2 separate regions of the Sus scrofa genome follow, and region 2 is linked to region 1. The links are chromatin contacts, called in public Hi-C maps. All regions are on one chromosome and are shown on one strand. The core of a region is the stretch at or near the end of the contact, and the rest is flanking DNA. Distances in the headings are between cores, read along the strand shown. Region 1 has its middle 140 kb from the start of MIR9802. Region 2 has its middle 290 kb from the start of MIR9802.

The links. Hi-C and Micro-C count contacts between places; a contact is called where the count stands out from the background.
Region 2: a contact with region 1 is called in a Hi-C map of liver, with 10 times the contacts expected there. The contact joins two enhancer-like sites. A contact is called at or near these places in 1 of 5 promoter capture datasets (liver) and 5 of 47 Hi-C or Micro-C datasets (liver and skeletal muscle).

What each region holds. Positions count from the first base shown.
Region 1 is chr7:6,535,256-6,539,116 of Sscrofa11.1, forward strand. No RefSeq gene overlaps it. Among named protein-coding and RNA genes, the nearest start is that of MIR9802, 140 kb to the left of the region's middle. Within about 2 kb of position 2,241, at least 2 of the 83 cell types and tissues checked have an H3K27ac peak or open chromatin away from gene starts, as enhancers often do. A contact at or near this core is called in liver, where this site is marked.
Region 2 is chr7:6,680,150-6,684,010 of Sscrofa11.1, forward strand. No RefSeq gene overlaps it. Among named protein-coding and RNA genes, the nearest start is that of MIR9802, 290 kb to the left of the region's middle. Within about 2 kb of position 1,637, at least 3 of the 83 cell types and tissues checked have an H3K27ac peak or open chromatin away from gene starts, as enhancers often do. A contact at or near this core is called in liver, where this site is marked.

The sequences.
Region 1 (3,861 bases), core at 991-3,490:
TTGCAGATACAGGAGGCTGGAGCCTGGGATGTTTAAGAGATTAACCTATGATCATCTGGCCAGTGCTGGACCAGAAATCAAAAGCAGGTTTCATTCTATGAAGCTCTACCCATCCTGCCTTTCTCTATTCGGTCTCTAAGCCAGCCACAAGCCAAGCACTATATTGTGCAGACAGAATTTACCATCCAAAGCAGAGCATATTTTGGGTGGGAAGTGATGCTATTGCTAATTGTACTGTGACAAGAGGAGCAAATCAGGCCAAGCAGGATATAGATTCACTCTGGTCAGAGTGAGCGTGAGGTATGCCTTCAAATTCCACTTTTCCTTAGGAAAATAACTAGAGAGTTGGACTATAATTAATAAAACAAACACAACCCCTCAAAGTAGCATAGAAAGAGATAGATGATAATACCTCTAGCTATTCAGATGAGGAAAATGTATCCCTCGGGTGAAGAGGGATGCTTTATTCATTTCCAAGATCCCAGCACATAGTGCCTAGAATATAGTAGAAGCTCAATAAATGTTTATTAAGTTGACTTGGCTTCTATGGGTTGAGGTGTTCAGTAAATGAAGGAGGAGGAGACGCAAAGTTCGCACAAAGTCTTTTCATTTGGCCCAAGATAGTAATAAATTTATGATCCTTACCTGCCCATTTTTCTAAATGGGCAAACTCGAAAATACCTCCAGTGCATTCGGGACACAAGGCACAGGGCATATGAAACGATGACTAATTGCCTTGTGGGGGAGGGTTTGGGGCAAAAGGCTGAGAGAAGAACATTTGCTTACTGTTTGAACAAGAAATATCCTTGTTGTCGAGATTAATATTTGACCGATTTCATTAACATTGGTCAAATGGGTTATATAATTGAAATGATGGGTTGAATTACACAACCCGGCAGCTACATGGTTTGTATATGCTGATTGAGGTCGTGTTAATGCTTTCATATGTGACTCGCCTGATGCCACTGCAACGTAGATTCATCACAGTGTGTTCAGTAGTACAATAGATCCCTCTGTTTCCTGTGAGCATATCTTGAATTTATTTTGAGGTGGGAGTTGCTGCCTTCAGTGCCTCTGAATGAATTTAAAGTGATGTCATGTGAAGAATCTGTGGGGGTGTCAGTTTGGTGGATAAAGAAACCTAGGTGACACGCAAGAGCTTCCTGGTTGGCTAGACACACGCCCTTCCATTCATTGGGCTTCAGGAGTTGGGTCTGGGGATGGTTAGAGAAAGACTCATGGGGTAGAAAGATTGTTCAATGAGGAGCTAACTCTGGTGTCCAGGGTGGTGTCAGCGACGTCTCAGGATACCTTCCTAGGTCCACTGCTCCCTTTGTGGTCTGCAGTGCTTTTCCTCGGGCAAAGAGCTTTGGGCATCAGAGAGGAAGTACATACGGAATCAAGAATGTTGACTTTTAGATCTGTCCGCGCCACTGACTAAATCTAACTCTGTGGTCAGTTCTCAGAGCTTTTCTGGGCTTCAGTTCCTCGTCTTCAAAACCCTTCGCATGGAGTCTGCCTAAGGTTCTTGCTGTCTCTCATGACATTTCCTGGTCCACTCTCTGCAAGTATGTGTCCTCTTTCCAGGGTGACAATGAAAGGGTAAACTGAGGTGTGTGAGAATCTCATCCTTGCAGCTACTGGAGAGAGGAAAACTCCCTGCAACCCAAGAACTTTCAAACGTTGTTGTGAAATTTCCCACCTGTCCTCTTCTGATCTCAACCAACCTCTGGAGTCCTGAAATTCAGAACTGGCTGCCTTCAGGATTCTAAAAGGTTAGAGAATTGTTAAGTAAAAAGTCAAGTTTAATAACTACAGTTACAGGTAACTTTACTTAAGAAAGTGCTTTGGTTAATGGGCTAGGAAGACTCTGCATTCACATTCAGATTTATTTAGAAATTGCTGCAAGGTTGTATGGTGACCAAACAGATTTCAAAGGCTAAGGTGGAAAGTTGTCTCAATCGCACCTTCCCGTCAGTAGGCATGACAATTTTCACATTTTCCTAACTAGACCGTGCGATGGAAGATCAGACGTGTGACTGTTAAGAGGGCACTTGGAGGGGAGCGGGCAGTCAAAAGAGGACGTTCTAACAGAACCCAAACACGAGTGGACACTAAGGGGTGACCCATTCATTCAGGAGAGGACCTCAAACACCAAGACGATCGTAGGAAGAGCACCCATGCATGGCTTGGCTGTGGCTAATAGACTTCCCGTTAATGATTGACCAGGAGGACTCCAGGACACGGCCTCAGCCAGTTCTCCAACCCTAGGATGCAGCGTTTGCCAGGTGACTTGAAGGTCTGTTATGAGCCCTGAAGGTAAAACCTGCTGGTTGACAGCTTCCTACTTTTTCTTGAGAAATTATTTAGCTCCTCTGGGATAACTGTACAGAGCTTTTGATCAAAAATATTAAACTTCTATTTAGATGTACAATGTTTTAATGCAAATTTTTAACCATAAAACCCAAACGCTCCATTCAGTTAAATTAATAGAATTACAAAAAGATGTAATGATAGCAATTAAGTCTTGAAAATGCAAATTTTATAGTCAAGGACAATTACCTCATTTATAGTATATTGGAATGGTGCCAGATAAGGTAATTTAGATCCCCCCAGCTCACAGTTACATCATGATGGATATATCTTCATTTCATTAGTACAACAAAAGATGGGTGAGAAGGTAGACAATACATAAAAAAAGAACTAAAGAGTAGTTGACCTTTATAGTATAACTAGAACCAGAATTCGCTCACTCATTTATCAAGTATTTAATGAGTACTAATTATCTAAAATATTAGTGATACCCTTTTTTCTGCCTTAGACTTTAAAAATCTCTTCATTGTCAGCAACCACAAAACACTGGTTTCTAGAGAGGTCAGATTTTTTCAAAACCAGGACAGGTTTGTGGTGTTTGGGATGCATTTCGATGCCCTGTGTTGATGACCCGACTTCATGTTGACTGGAGGGACGCCAAGGCTCCCTGCGAAAGAACAATGGATTTTTCACTAATTGCCTTCTCTTTTATTCAAGCATGCTTAAGGTAATTTTTGGTGTCTTCAAATCATACAGCTGTGAAATTGGACTACCTAAATAATTATTTTTGACACTTTAATATTTTACTATGTATTTTCTAATGTTCTTTATTTTAATATTATCGTGTTGGCTGCAGTTCATTTCCACAACATTCAGAACACATTATCCTTTCCACGCTAGAGGAAGATGAGTAACGTTAAGGGGTGGGGGAGATCCTGTGTTTATAGTTTCTTATTGCATTTGCCCAGCTTATATTTAAAAAACTCTATATCGTCCATAATCTCCTCTTTTTCCCCTCTAGAGGGCACTAGATCACATTCCTGCAGATAAAAGAAATTGAATCCAAGCCCTACTTGCCTCTGTTAAAATTTTTCCCTTGAGTCAACATCTCTGGAGAGAAAATTACTCCCATCTAAAGGACCCAATGACTATGAGAAGCAGGCAGTTTTTGCCTTGCTGTATAGCTCCTGGACAGAGGGCAGTCAGTGTGCTGATGGTGACAGAGGGGTGGCAGTGGGGTGGCAGCTGGGCTTTAGAGGCATATGACCCAAGTTCAAACATGGCTCAGGCACTTCCTGGATATGCAATGTTGGGCAAACTATTTAAACTTTCTGTGCCCCAGTTTCCTCATCTGGAATATGAGAATTATAACGACACATACCCCGCAATGTGGTTGTGAGAGTTGAAAATACTAATATGTATCAAGGAGTTAGAACAGGGACTGCCTAAGGCAGGCACTCAATGAGTATTAGTTATTATTTTCAATCCCTTTTTTTGGACCATCATCCTCAATAAAGATTTAGCACTCCTGTGTCTGGGATTTCTTCT
Region 2 (3,861 bases), core at 387-2,886, 140 kb after region 1:
CCACCCACATTCAGATATTTGTTTGGGTCATTTGATTGAGGACAAATAGCACGAAGATTTCACTGTCTACAACTTATATCTAACTCAAAATATTCAATTTTCTTGTACCTAGTCAACACAATTCAATATTTGTTTCTATTCATTTGTTTAACAAAGGTAACTAATGCATCTGGACTTAAAAAATCAGGAAAAACATTGGATCGATAAGTTAGAGTTTAAAAAATAATATACTGCAAAGTTAGAAATTAATGAAAGCATCAGTTGATGCTAGATGATGCCAAATAAAAGGATGCATCAAAAAGCTCATTAGGAGTTCCCGTCGTGGCGCAGTGGTTAACGAATCCGACTAGGAACCATGAGATTGCGGGTTCGGTCCCTGCCCTTGCTCAGTGGGTTAACGATCGGGTGCGGTGAGCTGTGGGGGGAGCGGTGATCGCGTGCTGTGGCTGCGTAGGTGGGACAGTCGATTAGACCTATGGAAAAAAAAAAAAAAAAAAAAAAAAAAAAAAAAAAAAAAAAAACAGTGGAAATGAATCTGACTAGTAACCATGAGGTTTCGGGTTCTATCCCTGGCCTTGCTCAGCGGGTTAAGGATCTGGCATTGCTGTGGCCGGCAGCTATAGCTCCGATTCAACCCCTGGCCTGGGAACCTCCATATGCTGTGGGTGCAGCCCTAAAAAAGTGGGGAAAAAAAAAAAAGCTCATTAGTTGAACAAAGCTGGTTCAAGTATAGCCGTATAAACAAGCCCCATAGGACAAGAAAATATAACAGCATCTGGCCTTCTCTTTTAATCGTTTTGAACTTGCACTGAAATCTAAACGTGCACTGATACAGACCTGTGCCCACGGCTCTCTCTCTATTCTTAAAATAGATTTCACTGGAAAGGAAATGCTGCACCCAGTTTTCCAAATTGTCCTGGAAGAAAGCATCTTTTTTTAAATTCTTGTGTACACGCAAGGCACACCATGACACACAGTGCCCTGGTATGTTATCTTCATCCACATTTCAACCGTTCTTTCCTCCCTCGGTAATCTTTCTTGGTTATGTACAAAGAGTATGACCATCAGAAGGATAATAAATGGCCTCTGCCACTGGGGTGTGTAATACGTATAGTAGGAATTGATTTGTTGGTTATGAAAGAAGCCATAGAGCACACAGATCATTGCAAAATCACATTGAGGCCAGCAGCGACTCCCCCGTTCAAGCAGGCCAGGCGGCTTCTCTATCGCCTGCGGGGTGAGCTGCCAGAGGGTGAGAAGAATGGTGAGGTCATCTGCTATTCAGCTATTAAATGAAACCTATTTCTCTGAACTTCAGCCACATTTCATCCGACACACATCCATCCCCCTACCCTGCCCAGTCCTTACGGAGACCTGAAGTCAAACGAGATTTCTAGGATCCATCAGTGTAACAATAATAATCCTAAAAGACCCAAATTGCTTTGGAAAAAAAAAAAAAAAAAAAGCATGGGATGCATGCTTAAACTCTCTTCTGCAGTGAAGAGGAGTCCTTAGGAATGTTTGCAAAACGCAAACATGTGCAAAGCGAAGCGAAGAGGAATTAGACAGAGAGAGTGAGAGGGCGAGCAGGAAAGCTGGGAGGGTGTCCCGCCCCAAGGTCATCCTCCAAAGAACAAAGTTCTGTCTCTAAAACTGAACATGAGCCGAGTTGGGTGGAGAAAGACTAAGTGAAGACGGTGATGGAGCCTGAAGTTGGGCAGAGAGAAGAAGACGGCTTATAACAGCGCGTGGTCAGCGTGAGCTACATTAAGGCATCTGGACTCTATTCTATCACCACCAAGAGCCCACGAAGTGTTTTAGGTGAGGGAGCTAGAGAGGGATACCGTGCTTGTCTTTTAGAAATGCTGCTCTGGCTGCAGGGTGAAAACGTATGGGGAGGGTCCCACGAAGAGGGGAAAAAAGGGTACAACTTAGATGGCCCACCAGGGATGCTCAATGAAGAGCAGAACTGCCGCACTTATAGAATATGGGAGTGGCTGTTCTTTGTTGTCATGGTGACGTGAAATTGGCAAAGGCGCCCCCCTTCCTGATACATGCTTGGGAGTCCTAAAAGGAGGAACCCTCTTGCCCCGTGTATGAGTTCCCCAGGCTGTCTGAACCACAATCTGGGTGATCTCCAACAACAACAACAAAATGTGTTCTCTCAGAGTTCTGGAGGCTACAAGTTCTCAATCAAGCTGTTGGCAGAGCCACGCTCTCTCTGAAGGTTCTGGGGATGGGAGGAGGGAAGGTGGAAGAGGACAGGTTTTTCTTGCCTCTTTCAGCCTCTGGTGGCCCCGGGCATCCCTTGGCTAGCGGCAGCATAAATCCAACTTTTCCTCCATCTTCGCTTCTTGAATCTATGTCTTCACAGGTAAGGGCACCATATTGGGCCAAGGGTCCACTCTATTCCAGTACAACCACCTCTAAACTCACCTCTGCAATGACCCTCTTCCCAAGTAAGGTCACATTCTGAGGTATGAAGGGGTTAGAGCCTAGACATTTTATTTGAGGGGATACAATTCAGCCTACAACAGCCCCAAATGTCAATGGCATCCCTCTTGAAGAAAAGGGAATTAGAGGGATGGAGGGGCAGATAAATAGGTAGATCAGAGAGAGGCTGCCCTGCAAGTAGCAGGACTTGGAGACTGAATATGGGGCCATAAAGAAAAGAATCAAAAGTTGTTCCAATGTTTCCGGCTCAAGTAGTTCATCCGATCCAACAGTGATTGAGTGAACATATCAGGAAAAAGCATTTGGTGGGGAAGAGGGGAAAAAATGAAACAAGTAAACAAATCCCAAGAAGTTCATATTGACCTGCACATGGAAAATGCTTTCAGTGTATCCAAAGAGAATTTGCCCAGTGTCTGTTGTTCTTATAGAAGAGGAGTTTAAGAACTATCAGACCTGGAAACATCAGTTTGAAGTCACCAACGTAGTAATAAGAAGCCATTAGCATGTTTGAAACCCACCATCAACAAACAGTATGTGGAGATAATGTGAAACCTAAACCATTATACACATTTGGGTCCCTAGGTTTAATATAAACTTTCTCTAAATGGAATCAGCTATCACTATATTGAGGACTGTAAACTCAGGCACCCACTGAAGAAATTATTTTCCCAAATGCTTATTTATAGCTACAACACTTACTTAGTCTGTACGAAACCACCCTCTTTCACTCACTTCCTTGCAAAAATGGTTTATGGATAAGAGTTTTTAAGGTGAGAATTTTTGGCAAAAACCGTAATAACTGATGTAAGAGTAGCAGCTATTGTGTATTGAATATACTCTGTAATATATGTATATTATATCTAATTTACAGGGGTACTTTGTGCATCTTATTTTTTTCCAACTACATTTTTATTAAAAGAACTTAACATATTATAACATTGTGACAAAATTATATCAATGGACAATCCTAGAGATACTTCTGTAAAAGCAGAATGAAATTAAGGTGCTGCCTTAGTTTATTTTTTGTATTATTTTTTTTTAATTTTTAATTAATTCATTCATTACATTGATAGCTGTACAATGATCATCATAATCCAGTTTTACAGGATTTCCATCCCACACCCCCAGCGCATTCCCTCTTCTCCCCAAACTGTCTCCTTTGGAAGCCATAAGTTTTTCAAAGTCTGTGAGTCACTATCTGTTCTGCAAAGAAGTTCATTGTGTCCTTTTTTCAGATTCCACATGTCAGTGATAGCATTTGATATTGGTGTCTCATTGTCTGAGTGACTTCACTTAGCGTGATAATTTCTAGGTCCATCCTGTTGCTAAAAATGCCGTTATTTCATTCCTTTTAATGGCTCAGTAATATTCCATTGTGTATATGTAGCACATCTTCTTGATCCACTC